2 separate regions of the Oryzias latipes genome follow, and region 2 is linked to region 1. Evidence: chromatin contacts called from public Hi-C data. All regions are on one chromosome and are shown on one strand. Each heading gives the region's core, a stretch centred on a gene start, on an enhancer-like site or on the middle of the called end of the contact. The rest is flanking DNA. Distances are from core to core; before and after follow the strand shown. Region 1 has its middle 22 kb from the start of pmp22. Region 2 holds the start of LOC110017219 (protein ALP1-like).

Region 1 (6,379 bases), core at 2,971-5,470:
CAAAAAATGTAAAACTGAATTAACAAAAACAATTTTAATTGATAGAAAATGCCCAGTTGACAGACAGACAGTCCATCATTCCGTCCGTCACTGGTTTGAAGAAATTTTAAAACTGCTCTGTTGTCGTTGCAATGTTAATATATTAAAACAATAATTCACCATCATAAAATTTACAATTAAATAAATAATACTGAAGAAGTGCATCATTTGGTCACCAAAAAAGGAAATTATATATTTGCTGCTAGATAAAAAGTGTATCAACATCAAAAAAGCAGGATATGCAATAAAAAAGTGTTAACATTTTTACCAAAAAAAGTAATCTAATATAATAAAAATCATGAATATTCCTGTGACTACACCTCAGTGAAAATATTTATTTTTACAAAATGCAATAAAAGTTGCTTTTCGTACTTCATAAAAAGCTCAAAAGAGTTTATGATGCTCTTAGTTTGTGCAGTATTTACTCTACCCTCATTGAAACTGGAAATTGAAGAAACCACTGAATTGGTCATTTTGTTTTTTGTGAAAAAATGTGACTATTCTCTAACTCTTAAGAAGATGGCCCTTAATTTACACAAATGCCTTCTAGATTTGGTGGTTTGTGCTTTTCCAGATCCCTGGACTTTGAAATCCTCCACACATGTATTGATCCTGCCTGATCTTGGCTGGAGTGTAATCAAAGCTTTTGCACAGATGTGTGCACTCTTTGATGAGCTCCCAGTTTAACTTACATCCTGCATTCTGTCGAGCTTCACTTGGTAAAAAGGAAAAAAAAATATCCGCCTCCTCCTTTTTTTTCCCCTTCTGAATTGCGCCATCACCACCTGGTCTCCATTCACTTATTGATTGCCGGAGGCCATGGTGATCAGCTGGGTCTGGCTTTGTGTTTAGCATTTCTAATGCCCCTGTGCTTCAAAAGAGGCCCCTGAAAAATACTGTCAGCCTTCGCTACACCCCCCAGAAATATCCCTGTGTTCCTCCGTCAGCATTCACAAGAGGTCAAGTCAACTCACCAGAGAAAAGGGGAAGCAGCACACGAGGGTTTCTTCTGGGATTTGTCTTTTCTTTATCATTATGATTACATGTCAACACTGTGCCCCTTGCCCTCTGTCCTTTATAGCACCAGCCCCTTATAGCGGATGCTAGTTATTTTGGCCTCCGTCTTGACAGTTTGCATGTCTAACGTTGCCAATCAAGGCCAGAAAGCTCTCATTCTATTCCCAGCAGCCAGAATTCATCGCTCATCGGGAACAAAGGGAGGCTGCAGCGCTGGAGAGTGGCTTGTCTGCGAGGGATGGTGGTGTACGGGGCGTAAAGGGGCAGGGTGTTACGGTGGAACTACCCCATTCTCTGATTTCCAGAGTCAGGCTGTAGGGTTAATGACAGCATGAATGGCTCCCCAGCCCTTCTCCCAAGCTTGCGTCATAGCCAGAGATTGGGCTTTCTTTAGCACTTGTGGCAAAGTGCAGGGGGAACAATGGCAACCTCAAAGTTTAGGACTTACCTCGGTTTTTTCGGGTGCATTGGAGTGTGCTCCCGCTTAAGGGTCGGTCAATGCACTCTCTGATTCTGCAGTGTTTTGCACAGACAAAAGGAAAGAAAGTGAGTGCGCTTGTGGGTGGAGAGGAGGATTAAGGCTGGCATTGGTTTTTTAACACGTGCAACCCAACGGGTTAACATGCAGTACTTTCACCACTCCTAAAATTTAACTGTTCACCCACAGGAGTAATCTTTTTATGAAAATGGCTGCATGAAAACCTGCATGAAAAAAGGAAAAATAAAAAAACATATTCAATAAAGCTTCTATACTTTGAAGCAGAATTCCTTTTTTCCATGGTTACCTTAAAACAGTGCTGCACTGACTCTTTGCTAAGCTTAATCAAATCCACATGGCAATAAATTTTACACTCCAAGGCCTATTACCTCTGATTGGGCCATAATTTGTTAAAAAAGTGTCATGAGTGTTGTGACATTGATTTGTTGGACATCTTTGGGTGATCATTAAGGGTCCTTAGGTTGCTGCGTCCCATCAGCAAAGCACATTTTAAGCGTTGGTCCTCTTATACGAAGTGCAGTCATGCCCCTTCCAATGGCACGTGTTTTAGTCTCAGCTAATGATTCTCGTTTGGATTTCCCAGACGCTCTTCATCAAGCCCGATCCATGGTTTCTTGAGCTAATTTCTGATAAGTGCTAATTGTTTTTGCTGTTTTATGGGCACGCCAGGTTTTAGCATTTTGACAAGCAAAGATTGATGGGGCTCCAGCTCTTTTTGAATAGCACAATAATCTAAGCCAAGGCCACATGCTGGTAGGCCGTCTGTGGGTTTGAGGTGAGGGTGACAAGCACTCTCAATCCATCACAGTTCCAGTCGAACGCACATTTCCTTGAAATGAGTGCATGTTTTTGATTTACACAACTTTTACTTTAATGACACATAATGCTCACTTTCAAGCATAATTGCTAGTGAAGTGCAGGCACTTTTGGAAACACAGGTGGAGTTGTTGGCCTCTGAGTACAGATTTTAAGAGCTGATGTGCTTCACGTTGGTTTTATGTGACGGAAGGCGTTTTAGCACTTCAACACAGAAGATAGAAAGAGCAGAAGGACAGCTTGCTAGCCTTAATTAGATCCTTTTTCCGCAAGTTTTCTTAATCGTTCCAAAGTAAAAGAATATTTGAAAAAGTCAGCAGTAGAGCCGACATCTTTTATTGCAAATAAAAACAGTCCAGATTTAGAGTTTGTTTGGGCTCGGATGGGAGACCGAGACCTAAAGAAGTAAAAGGGAATCTTTTGTGAACCAATCCGGTCACAGTAAGAGTTTGACAGAGTTTCAACCCCCTCCGATCTAGAAAACATGTTTTAACCCCAGCTCATTAATGACAAAATGACTGATTTGATGGAACTTTCAAAGAAAACTTGGTTTCATTGAGTTGATTGTTGTGGATTAGGACACTTTTGGTCTTTGATGTAGAAAAATTAAATCTTCATGGCTTTATACTAACATTAGCATATGTCATTTTGGCAGTCAATAAATTTCTTCACTAAATAAGTTATTTTATCATGGTATGCAGCAGTCCTAGACTGCAAGGACCATATTGTTTTTTCAGTTTTTTTTTTTCTTACTGAGCCTTTGATCAGAAATTCTTAAATTAAAAAAAACAAAACAAAAACAGTTGTCTGTAGTACCTTCTACAAACTCCTACAGATTTTTGAACTATTACCATCTAACTCCTCATACATCATGGGAAGCTACTTGGTGAAAAAAACTGTTGGAAATAAAGTGTATATTTGAAACAGTGTTAGCGTGGCAAGCCTGCAAAAGTTTCCCTTTTTCCCGCCACATTTTTTACCGAAATATTGTAAAAGATGAATACATGAATCCCTAGCTCAATTGACGTGAAATGACAATATGAACATATGAGGAATGTGGGCGTGGTTAGCAAAAATCCAAGCTAAGGAAATCCTATTGTTTACTTCTTATTCTTCAAAACAATTCATAAACTATATATATATATATATATATATGGAGATAAACCCAACAGGTAAAACCGTGTATCTAAAAAAGTGTTGTTGTTTTTTTTCATGAATTTGTCACGTTCAGCTCAGACCAGGGTGGCAAACCCAGAGGAGGAGAGTGAAGGGCCCGTCGGAGCAGCTCAGCTAACGAATGCAGGTAAAAAAAAAAGGTGTAATAGGGGGACAGCAAGAGCAACAAACCTTTACATTTCTCAATAATATGAACTATAAAGCAGTTTACATAAAAGTTACCAGAGAAAAACTATACATACCAAAAGAAAATAAGGGAAATAAAAAGTGAAAGTACATACAATGAAAAAGCGTTTCCATTCTTTAGTAAAATTTCCACCTTAATATTTGATGGTGTGGTTGAAGCCTCAGAATCAAAGCTGCTTTAAGCTATGGCATCTCTGTTGTGTTTTATGTTGGTGGACACAACTGGTGCTAACCAAGTTGTTGGGATGAGAACCAGATATCTCTGTTGTCTACTCATTATTAGAAGCCATCCTGATAGCATGGAGTTCCTGCTGAGCAGGACCACAGCAGCCACAGAGTTCCCCGCTGATTAGCCAAGCTGTTGCAAATAAGCGCGTTGGGCAGCTTTATTTTTGTCCATTTGCATATAAAGAGGTGAACTGAGGCCACAGAGGCAGGATCATCTGGGACATGCATTGCTTTAGGTCCTGTATAATGACCATTGAGTTACTTAACAGGGTCCCTGCACAGAGACAGTGAGGGGGTTGCTCTGGCAGGCATTCGTCACCAGCTCCTGCAGGCTATGCTGGGACCCGAGGGGAGCATGGAGCAGTCTTGGGGAAGGCCCATGATGAGGCCTGTGGGAGCAGTCCCTCAATGGGGAAAGTCCAATTTTTGTAAGAAATGTTTCCCATAACTTTACCTATCACTCTTATTTTTTTTCCACCTCCACTGTTCTCCCCTTGCTGACTGTACATGTGTGGGCCTGGAATGACAGATGCAGAGCTGCTGACTTCATAGAAAAACCACAAAACAAACCACTGGGTCTGAGTCCAAAAGGTCACGCAACTGAACAAGAAGCAGAGCAAGGATCACTCCACAAACAGATTTAATGAGACAGGACTTCATTAAAAGTCATTTATTTGTAATGAGAAACACTTTTCAGCCTCCTCCCACTGTATTTGCCATTAGCTCAGATGAGAATGGGCTCTCATTGATTCAGCATCAATGAAAAGCATGAAAATCATCAACAATCCTTGATACAGTCAGTAACGTTTCTTTGTGATAAGATGAAGGCCATATCTGTTGCAATTAGACCTATGAATGCGTTTCTTATGGATTTTTTTTCCAGAGCATACAAAGAAAGAGACCTACATGTATGGATTCCTTAAAAACACATGTAATGCCAGAGGCAGTAGCAGTTATCGTGGAGTTAAGTGGTTTGGCATCACTTGGATCTAATTAGTCTCTTCATTCTGTTTCCCTTGAGTCATGTGGTGAAGTAAAAAAAAAAGATGCAAACAGTGGTGCGATCACGCTATCTGTGGGAGGATATTTGTCTGTGAAAAGTGCAGAATATGCAAAAAAGTGCTCATTTGTAATGACAGCTTTCATCCTGTGACCGATGACACAATAGTCACTATCTGATGCTGTTCTCCACCATCTGTCTGGATCTTAATGATTTCTTTAATTACAAGACTGGAGGAGGCAGACGCCACTGAACAATAGCCCACAGCGACTTTACCTCCAACAGTGCAATTAGCTCCGCATGCAGCTTTTATGGTGTGTCCTGAAGCTTGCACCTGAGACTAATGACTTGGTAATTTGTTATCAATTATCACTCTTTCATTGTGCATTTCCTTTCTGTCCCCTTCTGGCCATCGCTGTCTTATCATCTTTGACATCAATGTGGCAGAATTCATCTCTTGTCTGAAACCTCCCTTTTCCTTCCTAAAGCTTCGTTCTCATTTGTGCATCAGTGGCATCCAGTTTCAATTTCAAGAGATGATGTGATCAGCGGCTGGAGGAGAGTCTGATTTTAAAATCTGACATTTTTTTTATTGTATTGAGACAATAACAAACCTGTCCTCTAATTTGATTCTTATTATTATTTTACATTACATCAATGGGGGACCTTTCTGTGTGGAGTTTGCATGTTCTCCCAGTGCAGGTGTGGGTTTCCTCCCACCGTCCAAAAACATGCTTCATAGGTTCAGTGCTTACTCTAAATTGTCCCTAGGTGTGAATGTGAGCATGCATGGGTGTGTGATTGTGGCCCTGCGACAGACTGGCGACCTGTCCAGGATGTCCCACCGCCTTTACCCACAAGTGGCCGGGATAGGCTCCGGCAGCCCCGTGACCCCGAAAGGGACAAAAAGGGGTTTAGAAAATGAATGAATGAAGGAATGAATGAATGAACGAATGAATTAATAAATTAATGAATGATTGATCTCCCAACAGCATCTCTGTCTTACATGCATTGTAAATGAGAAATGGAGTACCGATGAGGCTTAAAACATTCAACAGTATCTCCTCCCACATGTGTCAGGAGCACAAAGAACACAATTTTGGACAAGCATCAAAGAGGGAATTTAGAGACGCATCCGATGTAAACAAATCACATTTGTTGTGAACATAGTTTAAGACCACATATTCGAGGCGTTTCAAGTGCCCTTTTCTTCTATACTTATACATCAGGCTCTACAAAAACCACTACTGTTTTTGTTAACTTGTCTTTCTATTTAAGCATTTAATGTTTTCTTTGCTCTTCATCCCTCACTGGAACCCTCTAGAGATACTGAAAACAGACAATTTCATTTAGTTCATGTCACTTGAAGGTGCGAAAAAATGTAAGATAAATGCGCAAAGAAGGAGTGGATGGTTTTT
Region 2 (6,442 bases), core at 433-2,932, 400 kb before region 1:
ATGTTTATTAAAATGACACACTTTAAAACGTACACCTTACATTTAGTTGTAAATAAGTATATGTTGAAGTGACCAAATTACTTTACATTTTACAAAAAAAACACGCTTTAACTTTGCTAGAACATATATCAAAAATGTTTAATTTGTTGTGGTGAGTGCTGCCATATTAATTAATGAAGAATCAGATGCAATAGATTTGATAGTGTATTCAAGTTCAAAGAAATTGCATATATACACATACACTAGCGGTTTTCACAATGGAAAATATAATTAAAATGGCTCAAATTTTCAGGTTGATATCATCTGTTCCCCAGAGCATGGTTCACATGTTCATACTGCTAAGCAACTTCTCCTGCTGGTGAGTTGAAGTACTCTTTGTACAGTTCTCGGACATTTTGGGCCTCCACAGATGCCCGCTGCCCTCTACAATGTTCAAAGCCTTGTAGTGGTTGCTCACAATCACGGTCATCTTCTGTGGCATGATTCTGGTCTTCTCCTTTCGGGCGCAAATAATTGCACAATACACAAGCAGCTTTGACAACTTTGTCAACAACACTTGGTTGAACCTGTAAAGTTCTTTGGAAAACCCGGAAGCGTTGACTGAGGATGCCAAATACATTTTCAGAGATGCGCCGTGCCCGAGACAAACGATAATTGAAAACTCTCTTGTCTGTGGGGAGGCGGCGTCCAGGGTATGGCCGGAGGAGATATGGTTTCAGCGGAAAAGCTTCATCTGCTACAATGACATGGTTAACTTTTCCGAGCTCAGGAGCACCTGGAAGTTCACTTGGTGGGGGAACATTCAGAGTTCCATCTCTGAGTGCCTTTCCTAGTCCAGAATTGGCAAAGATTCCTCCATCACTGTTGCTGCCATAGCTCCCCACATCAACCATCAGGAAGCGGTAATCTGCATCAACTAAGGCCAGCAAGACAACGGAGAATGTACCTTTATAATTAAAGTAGAGAGAACCAGAGTTTGCAGTTGCCTGGATGGATATGCGTTTCCCATCCATGGCTCCCAAGCAGTTAGGGAAATTCCATCTTTCATGGAATCTCCTGGCTGTACTCCTCCACATCTCTTCAGTAGGCACAGGCAAATGTTCATCTCTGAGGCAGTGCCACAATGCATCACAGGTTTCTCTCACTATCGAAGCCACAGTTGACACACCAAGTCGAAAGCTGGACGCAATAGTGCGGTACGAGTCCCCAGTGCTTAGAAAACTGAAATAGAAATAGACAAATACTAGTTTTTAACAACACTTAACATATGTTTTTACAACATTCATTGAAGTGAATAACAATGTAAACGAACTCACCGTAAACACACGGCCAAACGCTGTTCTGGGTCGATTGGTTTACGGTAGTGTGTCTGTTCTTTCGTCAGCGAGGGAGCCAGTTGTTGAAGTAAATTTTCGAACTCACTGACGGACATTCTAAAATATCCCCGAAAACGCTCATGATACATTTTCAGCTCTTGTATCAGTCGATAAAACTCCCCATGTTCTTCTCTTCTCGTATTTATGGGATGTACCCAAAATCGGCGTCTTTTCCGGCGTCTTTCAGCATTCAACAGAACAATAATTTCTTCATCGCTGGAACTGGAACTGGAGCTACTGGTGCTTGAAATATCCATGTTTTCTTTGTTTGATTCTGACAAGCGCGTAAATACAGGCTCTCTTCTTCTTAGTGAAAAGCGACTTTAGGAAGCATAAAGTTGTGCAGCGCCACCTTGTGTTCAGGAGTATTTCTGTTTTACATTAAGCGCCATCTAATGTCAGGGAATGAAATTGCATGTTCGCTCGGCTCATCGTCAGCGAAAATCGCCTGGGTGTGAACACAAAAAACGTGGCGAAAAACGCTGGCGAATAACGCCTGGCGAATATTCGTCCCGGTGTGTACGGGCCTTAACATTGCATTGGATAAAGAACAGAGGAGAGCCGCTTAGGTGAATGTGGTGGTATTGCCTCAAAAAGAAGGAACATGAGAAACTGGAGAAATACCAGGGATTCAGAGAATAGCGGGAGAAAGCATGGAAGATAATAATAAGGAATTGGATTTATCTGCGATTTTCCAGACGCTCAAAGCACTTACAGTGTGTCCATTATTGATGGTAGAGGCGTACAATCCCTCTGACCATCACCAGGATCATTCATGGAGAGTGCTTCCTCCCACTCCATCCCCTCAATAATCCTTCTAATATCGGTCAACAGTTCAGAGCTCCGTTGATCACTCATTCTGGATCTGTGGCAAACATTCATACACAGCAGCTTTCAGTCTCTCACACCATTTCAGTACAAATCCCTCAATTGTTTGCAGGTTTAAACATTCAGTGACTTCTGAGCTCATGTGATGCTTTAATGAACTTTTTCTATCATAACCATCCAGATTAAAGAGCAAAAAGCCTTAGTGGATAATAATCATCATACGAGGTCCAAAACATGTGTCCCGATTCTGAACTAAGTCAAAAGATGTAGAAGATGTATTTATGATTTTTTCTTTTATTTCGATATTTGAAAGACTTGGTGTAATATAATTCTTCCCAGACACAAACCGCAATTATTAATTTCTCCTCCCTGATCAATTTTTAAAAGGTTGGTACTTCCATGAATTAAAAGGGAATTCATCCATGTGTCATTACCTAATCTGAGTCCCTGAATTGCCAAAGTTTAATCGGGTTTGCCTTTTATGACCGCGTATGGCCACGTATTGTGTATGTGGTGCCTGAAAACAGTAATAGAAACTCGCATGAACACACGAGTTTTTAATGTGAAAGTCCTAAACAAGCATTTACATAGACTTTTCATTGGAATAAGTTGTTTGAAGCATATTGCAGGGTATGAATGGAGAGTTTCTGTCGTTAAAGACTCTGCACCTACAAAAACGGTCTCTCAGAAATAACAAGTGTTTTTTTTGTGTGGAACTGTTATAGTATAGTCATAAAGGGAATACGTTATGTAAAATATGTCATAATTTTCTTTATCACATAACTATAACTCTGTCACAACACTCCAATTTGCTTTGGATTATTGGATTTACTTCACATTTTAACATGTTTCCTTACCAGTACACTTGGGGTCAGTATTGCACCACATGTTTAGAAGCTGAAGCAAGACTTCATTTTTACCCCCAAACTAAATGATTAAACTTTTTTCAAAACACGTAATATTCTGTCATAAAGTTTTATTTTAGCCAAATATATGTTTATGTTTTGCATTTTTATTTACATTGTTCAACTAGTTATTATCTATAACTTTTTTCACTTATATAAACTAAAGACAGACACATTTTTTGAGTTATGCTTCACATGTAACTGCCACAGTGTACTTGTCCCTTTATAATCTTTTTTTTTATCAAGATCACAATCAATCACTAATGTTTCCAAAATTAACTGGTGGATTTAGGAAAAACACCATTAAATCAATCAAGCAATGATTTGAGCTTCAGATGTGCTTCTGTGCACATCACCACAGGGAGCAGAGTTAGTCCCATTCAGAGACTTTCCACTTGCCCTCCGGGCCCCGGTGCCTCAGGGGCATCATTAAAAGTGACGTGGCTGAAGATCAGGGAGAGGACTGTCCCGGCTTTGACAGCACCGGCACTTGTGAATAACAAAAGGGTTTTTGAGGGGAAACCGAGTCCACTTAGGGAGATCCTCTTCTTTCACAGGCAACACTGCTGCTAATATGCGCAGAAAACTGAGGAGAATGGCTGTTTCTTTTCTACTGTGGTGGTGTGAAGCAGTAAGACAATCCCCACCCTGGCACCTCCTCCCAAGTTCACTTTAGCTTCTTTAGGCAGCACAGCCCCCACTATTGTTTCATCAGGTGTGGAGTCTCTTGTCCAGACGCAGCTGAGCTGCAGGGGGGATTAAGAGTGCAAAATCAAAGCCGAGTTCGAAAGGAGAAAGTCTTCATGGAGGAATGCTCTTAGACCTTCTGCTCCCTTGAGTAGACCTTAGAGTTAACTATGAAAGGGGGAGGGAGCACAGATTTATTTATGTATGAGAAGAAGCTTGAAAGAATTGACAGTTAACCCCCTTATGGTGAAGAGAGGTCGAAAGGGTTGGAAGCAAGGGGCTTAAAAACAGCAAAAGATGACCCTGTTTGCTGCAGCTGACCTTAAACCTGCCTGGATTTTCATCTCTAAAGATGCATATTTGCATGTTAGTTCACACGTCAAATGAATTTTTCCCTTTTTGTCATACTGTGTCAGAATCTGGTTGAAGCAAGTAGCATCTACCAACAACGAGTGCCATCTTCTCAAAGCTAGGTCAGTTCAGGCCAGTCATGGTGAAAGATGCGATTAACCAAATCCCAATCTTCACTTCTATATTTGCATGCAGCTCAGACTGGTGGCAGACTTGCCCCCGAGCAGCGTAGGCACTCAGTTACCAGGTCTAACAAGCATCAGATGGAAAACCTCAAGGAATAAGGCAACAACAGTGTTTTAAAGAGGATCAACTAAAAAACAGAATATGGTGGAGTTCCACCAAAATGGTTGGAGAAATGAATCCATGATTGATTAAAGATCCCACTGAGCAAAATCATGGCCTGGCAGAGTAATGACAGCAACCCAGGAAAGAAATATCAACTCTCTGGGTTGTAGAACAGCTTTGACTCACACGGCTAACAAGATCCACATGTCTTTCTGTCCTCATGTGAACATTTAGATCTTGAGCAAAAGTGGTCACAAAACAAAAGGAGGCAGATAACAGAAACACAATTCAGTAATTGTGTCTAGTTAAAGATGGGTCCAAACACACTGACAAACAAATACAGCACGGCGAATTGGATACACCAAGTGGGACTGCTCTCTGACTTCAAATCCATGGACTGTTACAGCAAGGCAGCTTCTCATTTTCAGTAGATGAACTTTACCAAAATCTGAGGGCCTTGATGAAAACAAAAGCATACAAGAAAAGGAGGTTACTTTTGTCTTGTAGTTTCTTCTATACTATAGTTGTTTCTATGGGAAATCTTGGAAATTATTCACTGCTAACACATGCATGCTTACATATAATGATAATAACTTCATTTGTTGTCTACAATTCCAATATTTTGCTGTTCCACAGACTTCATTTGGATCCGTTGTCTTCTGAGAAGCCATTGAAATTTATGAACTAACCAAGGATAGGGGCTTGTACAGAGACCTCCTATATTTTTTTGTTTGTTCCTGTCTATAAATATCAAGTTTTAACAGGGGCAATCTACAAACTGATTGTGTGCAGACTGATGTAATCCATACAGAGAAATCTAGGGTGTACCCCGACTTTTGCACCTCATGCAGGAACATTCAACAAACTGTATTAAATCCAAAATGTGATTTTTATGCAGATGACAGTTTTTTATTTAACTGGTTTTTTAATCCGAGCACACACTCTTTTAAGTACAACAGGCTTTTATTTTAAAACAAGATCAAGGTTTTTCTTTAAAGACAGGACAGTGGTATTATGCTCCCTTTTTTGTCAATTTGGCACTGGCAACAAATTATATGTTAAACTTTATCATAAAGCTCTAAGATTGATTCCTTAACTTAAACCTTACATTTTCAATACTAGAACTGTTTCAAACACATTTATTTCCCTTTGATGGAATTATCCTTTTTATTTTTGTGTACTTTAGTATGTTGTAAGTGTTTGGGCTTTTTATTTTATTTGTGAATTTTCCTATCATGGTCGAAAGATTTGTTATATCCTTTCATAACTTTTTGTATCATCTCTTGTCTGAAAAAGCCTTCACTCTTTTTCAAATAAAAGAGCTCTGACTTTATCACACCTTTATCTTGGAATCATTACACAAAATGATTCTTTTTACTGTCTTTGAAGACTTCGCCTGGACTTTTATACACCTTTACAGTTTAGAACTGTACTTATCATTTATTGTTGTTTTTTTTAACTTTCTGCAAAATTTTATAAGTCCACAGCAGTTTTGCAAAAAAATTGTTACTTGTGTTTTGTTTTTTAACCAAAAACCCAAACAACATACTTTTTTAATATAGGTCAAGTAATAAAATATGTTTAAAAACAAGCAATTAGTTCAAACCTATTAGGTTTTGGCTGTTTCTGTAAGAAAAAGGTTCTGACGTTTGCCGAGCATTCAAATATTCTTCATGCTCAGCTGAACTCATGACAAAATGGTACTTTGAGTCCACTGAGACATTCAGTGACTGCCACAGAAATCAGTCACGGTTGCTTGAAGGTGACAGAATTAAACGTAATAATTTCAGTATTTTTGCAGACATAAATACACAGATGTAAAAGCCAAGAGGTCAACTGCCTAAAACTTCCTCGGTTAGAGGTCAGCAGACCTAAATCGTATAAGGAAGGGGGAGAGGCGGTTTGGAACAACAGGCCCATTCACAGAGGAAAAACTTGCTTCCTGCCACTAAATGAACAGAAAATTAATTGTAGCTCGGATCGACAAAGGTCGCCATGCATCGCAGA

What was found. A called contact is a pair of places that touch in the nucleus more often than the background predicts.
Region 2: a Hi-C map of embryo shows a contact between it and region 1, with 2.7 times the contacts expected there. The contact joins the promoter of LOC110017219 here to the enhancer-like site in region 1. A contact is called at or near these places in 2 of 5 Hi-C or Micro-C datasets (embryo and fibroblasts).

What each region holds. Positions count from the first base shown.
Region 1 is chr19:15,077,197-15,083,575 of ASM223467v1, reverse strand. No RefSeq gene overlaps it. Among protein-coding and RNA genes, the nearest start is that of pmp22, 22 kb to the right of the region's middle. Within about 2 kb of position 4,220, at least 3 of the 8 cell types and tissues checked have an H3K27ac peak or open chromatin away from gene starts, as enhancers often do. A contact at or near this core is called in embryo, where this site is marked.
Region 2 is chr19:15,469,912-15,476,353 of ASM223467v1, reverse strand. LOC110017219 (protein ALP1-like) reads right to left here and starts at 1,682. Exons shown (of 2, transcript XM_023949777.1): 1 at 1,317-1,682; 2 at 1-1,221. The coding sequence starts at 1,633. The coding sequence ends at 339.